2 separate regions of the Mus musculus genome follow, and region 2 is linked to region 1. Evidence: chromatin contacts called from public promoter capture Hi-C data. All regions are on one chromosome and are shown on one strand. Each heading gives the region's core, a stretch centred on a gene start, on an enhancer-like site or on the middle of the called end of the contact. The rest is flanking DNA. Distances are from core to core; before and after follow the strand shown.

The links. Promoter capture Hi-C pulls out the DNA fragments that hold promoters and counts their contacts.
Region 2: a promoter capture Hi-C map of hippocampal neurons shows a contact between it and region 1, with 5 times the contacts expected there. The contact joins the enhancer-like site here to the promoter of Ryr3 in region 1. A contact is called at or near these places in 6 of 39 promoter capture datasets (cranial neural crest, embryonic stem cells, epiblast stem cells and 2 more), 3 of 484 Hi-C or Micro-C datasets (cerebral cortex and cortical neurons), 3 of 115 datasets of contacts at active chromatin or transcription factors (embryonic forebrain, forebrain and neural tube) and 1 of 9 other capture datasets (embryonic stem cells).

The regions. Positions count from the first base shown.
Region 1 is chr2:113,214,143-113,219,219 of GRCm38.p6, reverse strand. Ryr3 (ryanodine receptor 3) reads left to right here and starts at 2,137. Exons shown (of 104, transcript NM_001319156.1): 1 at 2,137-2,280. The coding sequence starts at 2,230.
Region 2 is chr2:113,056,146-113,061,222 of GRCm38.p6, reverse strand. All of the region lies in intron 1 of Ryr3 (ryanodine receptor 3), which reads left to right. Among named protein-coding and RNA genes, the nearest start is that of Ryr3, 160 kb to the left of the region's middle. Within about 2 kb of position 2,047, at least 21 of the 459 cell types and tissues checked have an H3K27ac peak or open chromatin away from gene starts, as enhancers often do. A contact at or near this core is called in hippocampal neurons and second pharyngeal arch cranial neural crest, where this site is marked.

The DNA.
Region 1 (5,077 bases), core at 888-3,387:
GTGCCAACCAAGATTAGTTATTGCTGGAGGTGGTGAGAAATGGCGTTGAAGCTAATTTCAGTGGTCTATACAGTTTACTATAGGTTCACCGGGGCAGAGAGTATTTAAATCAAATGAGGTCTCTTAGTTTCTATGTCCCCATGAATAATTTGGTTTCTATATTCAATGGCTTCTTCCTTTTGGCAAAATGAACAAGGTTTTACGAGGTTTTGGGTCAAAGTGAAGGGGCTAGGTCCTTAACTCGCAAATTGAGTGAAACTAACCAGCCTTCCTAGAATTGAGGACACAGCACCGGCCCCATTAACACCATCTGGGTAACTGGTCACCATGGATAATAATGCATAGCAAAGGAGATGCTTATTTATATGATGGTGGCCATTTTCTCTAATGTTCTAAAGCTTTGTTATTCTCGTTGATAAAACACACCTAAGAGTCCCTGTTGTAGGACAAGTAAGCAGTATTGATTAGATATAGCTCTATTTTATTTCATTAGTCAGGTTTCAGATGTTATACATATAGCACTTAGCAACGCTGTATGTAAAAAGGTATAAAGTGCTGAACGGACTAAAAGGAAAGATTTTCTCTGGCCCCATAGGCTGTCAGTTAGCCACCATGTCCGTCACACGGCCCCCCTCTAGTCAACTGCTCTTGGTTTCCTTGATGACTTACAATGGTTCAAGCACCCGGAGAGTATTTCACTGTTCCCTGGGTTCTGCTGAAGTTCTAGCCATGGCTGATGGCGTTCCTCGGCCTTTCATCTATCAACATGTACTCTTGCCAGTGATGGAGACAAGAGTCTTTATCCAAAGGTTGGGCATAGAGGCAAGCATGAAAGGTAAAGTGCCACAATGTGTGGATGGCATGCTGTATTCCAGGCAGCCTTTAGAGGAGCTGGTAGGTTCAGACCCAGAGCTGCTACTCACCTACATCTTGAGGCACTTTCTTTTAAAACATTTTTGTTTTGCCCAGAAACTACTTGACCAGCATACAGAAGGGACACCCTGCACTCTGTGCTTTTAGAGGACCAATCTCACTGCTCCCAAATCCTAAAAAATCCACCCAAGGTCAGGTAAGGATTAGTAGCCTCCTAGGACACACTGTGTGCTCTCAGCAGCCTCACACTCCCCTGAGTCCAGAGGGCTAGCTCTAAAGTGCAGAGTATGGGTAAGCGTGGGCACAAAGAAACAATTCTGACGCCATCTGATTTCCAAATTGAGGACAGCTTCTTGAAGCTCCCAGGGGCTAGTGAAGCTCTATTCAATGGGGGTGTAGTGTCCTTATCAGATTAAAAAAACAAAAACAAAAAACAAAACCAAAACGTTTATTGAGTTTGTTCTTTGCCAATTTCATGCACGTGTACTGTGCATTCTGATTATTGTACCCTCTCCTTATCAAATTTTAAAGAGTGAATGGGTTCTCTAAAGAAGAGCTACCCACGGGGTTACAAACTTTGTTATGGATGAGCAGTCACCCTCAGTCTCTCCTTGCTGCATGAAAAAGGAACACCCATTATGGGTGGTGAGGTGGTGAGTGGTCAGCGCCCTGCTCCAGATGGGCACTCCCACCCAAATATGAAACCAATACTTACTCTCTCTCTCTCTCTCTCTCTCTCTCTCTCTCTCTCTCTCTCTCTCTCTCTCTCTCTCTCTCACACACACACACACACACACTCTCACACACACACACACACACACACACACACACATGCACCGTGCAAAGTGGACAAATCTAGAGGGTTTGTGCCCAATTTGGGGGCACTGAATCTAAGCAACTGGCCTTTGTGTAAGAGCCATCTTCCCGTCGCCGCGGGGCGCGCGTCTCCACCGAATGTGCGGTGCCGTGCGGTGCGGGGGAGGTTCCACGGCTCCGGCCCGGGTCCCTAGCTCTGCCCCACACCCGCCCGGCGCGCGCCGCGCTGCGCTGTCCGCGGAGTCCGTGGCTGCCGCGCACTTGGCTGGGGCGAGAGGAGAGAGGGGTGGGCGGGCTGCTCGCCTGGCATTGGCGCTCTGCAGTGCAGTCAAGTGTTAGCCCAGCTCCCTATATGGTCGGGGATTAGCTCGGCGCTGCTGAGGCTGAGCGAGGAGCAGGAGGAGGAGGACGGAGGAGGAGGAGGAGGAGGAGGAGGAGGAGGAGGAGAAAGAGCAGCGGCAGAGCAGCAGTCAGCGCACGCCGCTGCCTAGGGGAAACAGAGGCGCCCGAGGCTGGGGCGCAGCGCACGCCCTGGGAGCCATGGCCGAAGCGGGAGAAGGAGGCGAGGATGAGATCCAGTTCCTGAGGACTGTGAGTCTCGGCGGCCGGGCGAGGCGGCGGGCAGGTGGGGAGGAGCGCGGCGCGGTGAGGAGGGGCTGCGCTGCGCCGCGGTGCGGGGCGCGTTCTCCGCACTCGCAGGCTGCAGAGGCGGACCAGCCACCTCTCCGCGGTGAGGGGCTGAGTGGAAAGGGGCCCCTTCTTCAGCCTTTCCCCCTCATTCCGTGCTGCCACCTCACACTCTCAGGTCTCCCACCCGGGACTGCTCGCTCTCCGGGCAACTCGCTACTTGGTCTGAAACCCTTGATGCTCAAACTTCAAGCTGAGCTTGGCTTGTGATTCCTCCGACCCAGAAGATCAGAGGTGTTCCACAACCGGCCTCCTGTCACCTCCACACCTTGCCGGGTCCCTCATTCGAGCTGCCTTTGGGCTCTAGGGGACAGTCAAGAAAGGAGCCAATGGGGCAGGGGCGAGAGTGGGGATCCCGGTCTGGAAACCGGGCGCCTGCTTTTGGTGGCAATGTAGGGACTGATCAGAAGGGAATTCATCCAGTACTGTCCGTCTCCCTTCTCTTTAAATCTCTATTCAGCAACTGCTGCTAAACCTTACTTGACTCACCCGCGGGTGTGTGAGAGCTACTGTTTGTGCTCCAGGCTCCCAAGAACCCTGCAGAATGGGGAAATCCCGGTCTGTGGCTCCGCGTCATCAGGTCCCCTTCTTGGCGCTGGATGGAGGGCAATGCTCCATCCCAGATTTGGGGAACGGGGCAAAGTCCAGCGCTGCTATGCCTGTCTTCCCCTTCGGGAGTTAACAACTCAAGGTGGTCGACCACCTTGAAGGACAGGGGGCAGCAGGTTGCTTCCTAGGGCTGATTTCAGCCACCTGACCTTGAACAATTCATATAATCTTCTCTACGTAGCCTCAGTTTCCTCTCGTGTAAAATGGAGGCAAATGTAACTAGCATTTCATGAAAGATAATTAAATGAAATAGTGAATTCCATAATATTTTGCAACTGACAAATGCTTTATAAGTGCTAGGTGACGAGGTAGGTAGGTCTGGAGAATTAGAATGAAAATCTTACCTTGCACTGTCCTTTTTAAGAGCGCCCTGCTTCTTTCTGTCCTGGTCATAGAGGACGACAACTTTGCTCTGTCCATCTTTTGGAACGTTCCCTCTTGCTTTGCAGTTTCCTTCTAATAATTTTCAGACCCATCCTTACTTCCATTGTCTCTTCTTCAAACACAGTTCCTTGGTCAAGGCTCAGTCTTGGGTCTTGTTTGACGGACAGAGAAGACCAACCATTCTCCTAATACGTCCGAGAGGCCAGAAGCTCGTCTACTTTGTCCTGGTTCATCTTTACACTGTACACAGCCCACCCACTGTCTCAGGGCCCGGCAAACTACCTGTTCTTCCCAGAGCCCCGTGGGACCCTTTTGCTTTTCCTCCAACAGGTGTCCTCAATAGTGAATGACTAACAGCACAGGTGCTTCTGGATTTGTGCCCTCTTCAGCCATGTTGTTTGTTTGTTTGTTTATTATTAAAAGTCTAGGCACAGATAATTGAGGAAATTTTCTTTGGGCAGCTTGAGGCAGCTTGAAGATGAGACTCAAGGAGTTAAGGTTAGAGATCCGAAGCCTGACCTCAAGTCTTCATTTCATGTAGGCTGCTTGTCTTAGCTTCGGTAGCCATCTTCCCAGCCTTCTCTGTACTGGGCAGTGTTGTTGTAGTTGAGAACACCTGTAGCCAAGGCTTAAAATGGCAGTGGTTGTTTAACTTTGTCTCACCAGTTTTCTGGAGATCAGAGTAAATGGAACTCTTTTTAAAGCCAATCTAGAGACTCTGTGGGGCTCAAGCACCCTGATCAATAGTTCATTTGCAGAGGGCTGAGTATCTGCACAGCTCAGAAGGAGAGCTGAGGTCACCAGGGAGTGACTCCCAGGTATGACAAAACCAATTCTTTCTTCAGCAAAATTACCTGGATTTTTTTTTTAAAGGATTGTGAGGTAGTTTACATGAGGTAATCTTAAGTATGATCTTCATCTTATTCTTGCTTGGAACTGAGAGAGGTACAGGAAATCAAACGGCTTGGCTGTGGCTACCCAGCAAGTTGCTGGTAATTGTTATTATGTAATGTTAAGTTTAACTCCCAATGGAGCTGTGAGGTCTGCTCCAGAGGTTAGAATATTAGGAGTCCATGCAGATGAATTTGACTCTGTTCCTCATTAGCCATGAATTAGATGAAACGATTTATTGGAACTCTGGAAGCATATACTTGATCTCTGCACGAGCGTACACACACACACACACACACACACACACACACACGACATTATCTTTCAGTTTTTCAGAAAGTTAGAATCACTGTGCTCTACTTAGCAGGGTAATGTCTTCACCTGTGAATATACCTGCATTGTACACAGGGCATTTTACTTTGAACTCACTCACTTCTACCTTAGCATATTTTTCTTCCCTACAAACGGAATCTGCTAGAGCATATTGGCCACGTGTCAATCACCTTAACATTGCTTTGGACCAGAGGTGACTATTTCACAGTGAAACAGAATCATCCTTTTGCAGCTGTGAACTTTAAAGGATTGCTGTCTTAGAGAGCAAAGGCTTTTAAATCTACCTTAAAAAATAACTACAGAGTAGCATCCTTCTGTGGATACTAATCAAACTGAGGATGATGATAATGTCATGTGGATCACGCAAGTGACAACAGTGAAAGCCGCTAGAATTATCGATGGCATAGAATGAGGTAGGAGGCAGCCAGCCAAGGTGTGTTTGGTGTAGCTTTAGACCCTTATGAATTGATGTTCTATACTCTGG
Region 2 (5,077 bases), core at 798-3,297, 160 kb after region 1:
ATCTGTCCCTGAGTATGTAGATACCTCCATAAATCAGCTGGCTTCAAACAAAGTGAGCAAGTGAGCCAACATGCAACATGCAAACAGAGCTCTTTCCATGCCTTGTACTTGGAGGTCACATCACCTCATTTTTGCTGCATTCTCTTAACTAGAAGCAAGCTACTAGATCCAGCCTCACTCAGGGAGCAGGGATTGAGCAAGGGTATGAGCCCCAGGGGTCAGGAATTGCTACAGGCTATCTACATAGCACAGTGGGACTGGAGGCAGAGTGTGGAATATATTATAGAAATACTGTTGTTTTCTCAGTCAGGTATTTTAAAATGTAGCAGAGCCATGTGTAGTCAGTTCCGTTGCTGAATAAAAAAAATAAGAGATGCCATCACAAAAGCTGGAGGTGTTCTGACACTTTCCTAAAGTAAAGCAGTTTGTGTGTGTGTGTGTGTGTGTGTGTGTCTGTCTGTCTGTCTGTGTGTGTGTGTGTGTGAGAGAGAGAGAGAGAGAGAGAGAGAGACAGAGACAGAGACAGAGACAGAGAGACAGAGAGAGAGGCAGAGACAAAGAAGGAGATAGAGACAGACAGAGACAGAGAAACAGAAAAATGGAGAGAGAGAGAGATGGCGAGGGGGAGACACACACACACACACACACACACACAGAGAGAGAGAGAGAGAGAGAGAGAGAGAGAGAGAGATCATTTAGAGGCTGGATTTTTTGACAAGGTATGTGAGGTGGATTCTTCATTTGGAGGCAATGATTTCATGTTAGCATGAGAAGAAGGTATTCAGACAGAACCAAACATAAAACACTGAGCTCTTGAGAGAGGTACGTGGTAGGTAGATGGGCAAGAGGCAATTGAGGACATGGCCCTGATGAGGTGGAATTCTCAGCAGAAACCTTGTCTTGAATCTGAGCTTATGGCAGCCACGCCCTCCTCTCAGTGTTCCCCTGTCCTCTCTCTGCGCCTTTTCCTTGCACTTCCCAAGGCTGAAACCTCAAGACCTGGAGGAGAGGAGAAGAAGCCAGCTTTTCAGTGAGCTGGTTCTTCAGTGCCTCAGCTAAAGCATTCCTCACACAAAAAGATGCCAGGGGCATTATTCACCTTGCCACTTCCAGAGAGCTGAGATGTCTTATAGACAGAGAAAACATCCTGCTAAATAATTCTTTTTTAAGTCTATCGGTTGCACTTTTTGTGAGAAGACAAGAGTGTGACCAAGTTTCGTGGCACATAATTGACTTCTGAGGTGAGGATGGAAGAAAGAAAGGGACAGAGCCTGGACATCACCAGCCTGTGGACGTGAAGCAAACACTCCTGCCTCTTGCCCCAAGTCAAATGGTTCTGAGTAGCGATTCACACATAGTGGAGGGCTGAGCTGAAACTATTTGGGACAGAGTGGCATTGGCTGGTTCTGGGCACAGATCTAACACTCTCCATTATTTTGAATAGGATTTACATGAATTTGCATTTGGGGTTTATTTTTCGGAGTGGGGGAGGGCAGAGGTGAGGATAGAAATGCAATGTCAGCTTAGGGGACTATCCATGTAGTAAGCTTAAATTTAGACAACAGACCGCACATGATCCTCAGTTTCACAGAAGTACTGAGTCATGAATTTGTGAGTTTCTGGACAAGTGTGTGGATTGATTCCTGCATACATTCTATTAAAGGAAAGCTTTCCAGAGTACGTGTTTGGTCGTAGAAAACATGTGGTGCTCTCCCCTACTGCAGCCAATCTTCAGCTCCGGGGAAAGCAGATGTAATAATTGTCTAGCTTAAAGAACCAGCCTACTTCTAGCCTTTCCACAGACTTGTGGACATCACTGTGTCCCCACTGTCCTTACTAGAGACATCTCACACTGCCTCAAAACACCCAGAATTTCCAATGGCATTCAGCTAGTTTGACTCCTCATTTTATCACCGCCAGTGTTATGGCTTTGGGTAAAGGACAGATTCTGAGCCTGATTCATTTTGTAAGTACCTGGCACAGAGCTGTGCATAATACACACCCCACGAATGGTGGCTTGCTTTCCCCTTCCCCCAGACGATAGCAGTGGCTGCCACACCCTCTGTTGGAATTGGCACCGCATCCTCCTCCACCCACTCCTTGCTCCTCATTCTCTATGCATCATTCTGGATAGTAACAGTTCTCATTTGCCTGGCAGAGGCTGAGAAACATACCACGTGGGGATGAGAATGGCTATGGGTAGGAGAGAGAGACCCACAGTTAAAGAGTGGGAAACATGGGCTCCACAGTCAGATAAGTGAGACAAAAAAAAAAAAAAAAAACAAAACAAAACAAAAAAACAGGTTAACTCTAGAACTGCTGATTTTTCGGTGGCATCAATAGCAATCTTCCAGAATTTAGTAGGAATGTAGAGAGCTTGCAAGTCAGATCAGGAGGAAATTGAGGGGGCAGGGGGATGTGTCTCAAGTAAGATGGGATCCTCAGAAAATAAGTAATAAGAATTTAAATACATTGTTGTTCCTATCACAGTGTGCTTTAAAGTTAGTCTATAGAATGTCTATGTGCATGATTAGTTTCAGTTTGAAAGTAAGGTTCACTAAAATAGGGAGCTCACCCAAAGTCAAGACGCCAGTCAGGGAACAAGAGTTCAAGCCAGAGCCTCTGGAAGTTCATTCTTAGATGCTTCTATTACATCACCAGCACTAACTTCCTCAGACTATTCTTGACGAGGAAGCCTAATGGAAAGCAAATGGAAAGTGAGCTGTGGTTATTTGAATTTCTCAGGGTTGTGGGGTCAAAGGATAGGAAGACTCTATTCATATTGGAAAAAAAATGTAGCTATAGAGTATGTGGATGCTGAAGAGGGTATTTCCCATGTATATGTAATTATGGAGTATGTGTGGACGCTGAAGGGGTGTTTCCCGTGTATTTTAGTCTGGCAGTCACTTAGAAGCTGACAGTTGACTGTGAGACGGAAATGGTATGATTTTCCTTTAACTTCCAACTTCCCAATGCAAGCCAGACATTGCCTTGAGTAATCAGTTAAGGGTAATTTATGCTTTGTGAATTTAAAACTGTTTCAGCTGTCAGAAAAGCTGCCTGCAACCCCATGAAAATCAGCTGTGTATCTTCTTTTAAATCACTCCACCACTTTTACAAACATCAATAACAAGTCAATGGGAGTTGGGCTGTGTATCCTGCTGTTACAAAGAGATACAGACCATTAAGTGTTGGTAATTCCTAAAGGGTTTTTAAAATTCTTCTCTTATACAATATATCCTGACTGCACTTTCCCCTCCCTTCATTCATCCTAACAACCCTCTCCCATCTCCTCCCCCTCAGATCCACTCCTCTTCCATTTCCCTTCAGAAAAGGGCAGGCCTCCCAGGGATTTCAACAAAACATGGCCTAACAAGATACAATAAAATAAAGAAGGCTACCAGTTTGTACTAAGTACTTGTTATATGGAAACATTTTGTGGGGAAAGGGCTGGTTTTCTTTAGATCAATCCTCAAATAAATTATGGAAAAATGAATAATATTTTTCCATTTTACAAAAACCAAAACAATTAAAAACAAACAAAAAAAACCTCAAAGCAAAACAAAACAACAACAACAAAAACAACCAACCAAAACAAAAAGCAAAAAAAAAAAAATCAAAACAAAAAAGCAAAAAAACCAAACAAACAAAACACAGTAAGGTGAGAAGTTAACACACTTTGCTCCAGGTCTTCTGACTGGATCCAGCAATAAGATTTCAGCCCAGCCAGACTGATTTCGGGGCTCAATGCTCTTCACCATTCAACTGTAATGAATTTTATATGAAAACCGAGTCACAAAAATCAATCAACGTACAAGACAGTCTTAAAACCCATCACAATACTTTAACCATAATTACATAACTGCGAACAGCAGTACATTAGTGTCAGAGGAGGTTTGTGCTCTATGAATGTCGAGCCCATCTGAGAAAATCTTCACAGCAGCACCAGTGTCAACCTGGATGCATCTCTGAAACCTCCCGGGAAGCTTGCTACCACAAAATCCCTCTCAAATCTGCTTCTATTTTGTAGTTTTAGACAAAGACCATTAGCAATCACCCATTTGTCAACTGGAATTTAAGAAGATTTAAAATGTCAAGCACCATATTAGAGAAAAATTTATTTTTAAAGCCTTAAAAATTATTAATTTGTACTCAAATGTCTTTTATGCCTTCTGTGTCCATTTATATTACATTATATTCTGGCCCAGATATAGGTAACTCATAGGCTGTGTCTAGTTTGAAGAGAGGTTAATGTTAGCTGTATGGGAGCTTGTATAGGTCATGGACCGCATAATAACCTTTTTTGCCAGACAAATGAAAATTTCTCTTGACTTCACAGTAAGTCCACAGAATTTGTCACATAGCCTGTTTTATAGTTTTTCACATTTATGGCAGTGCTGAGGATTAAGTATTTATTTTGTTTTGTTTCTACAGTACAGGGAAGTTGAACTGAGGGCTTCATGTATGCTAGATAAGAGCTCTACCACAGGTGTATACCTCAGTAAATATACAATAGTAAATAGGGGTTCATCAATGAAGCATGTGTCTCTTTCTTTTACGTTATAATAAAACATAAAATGTGTTATGTTATAATAGCTCTTTGGGAGACAGATTGCCCTAAACTAGGAAGGTAGTCACACATCACTGAATAGCAGAGACATAGGCTGAGAAATGCACCATATATGACTTCATTGCTGGTCCCATACGATTATGCTAAAGCTGAAAAGTCTTACTTCTTGACGACCATAACCATCATTATATGGGAAATTGACACTCAATCCACCATCAAACCCACCCTAGTGCCAGTCACATCAAAGTGTACACAGACAATTATGCACAGTTCATAATAAATGTTACTGGTTTATATATTTATTACTTTTTTTACTATTTTAGAGTAGACTCGTGCATGTTGCAGGGAGGGACTTCTATTTGTATATACATATGTGTGTGCTTGTATTTCTCCTGAACTAAGAAGGGATTGTGGAAGAAGTTATTGGGAGCTGATTAGTCTAACTACATGTACACCTAAACTAATGCTTGTGTTGTCTCTCAGTTTTTAACAAAATATTTTAAGGTA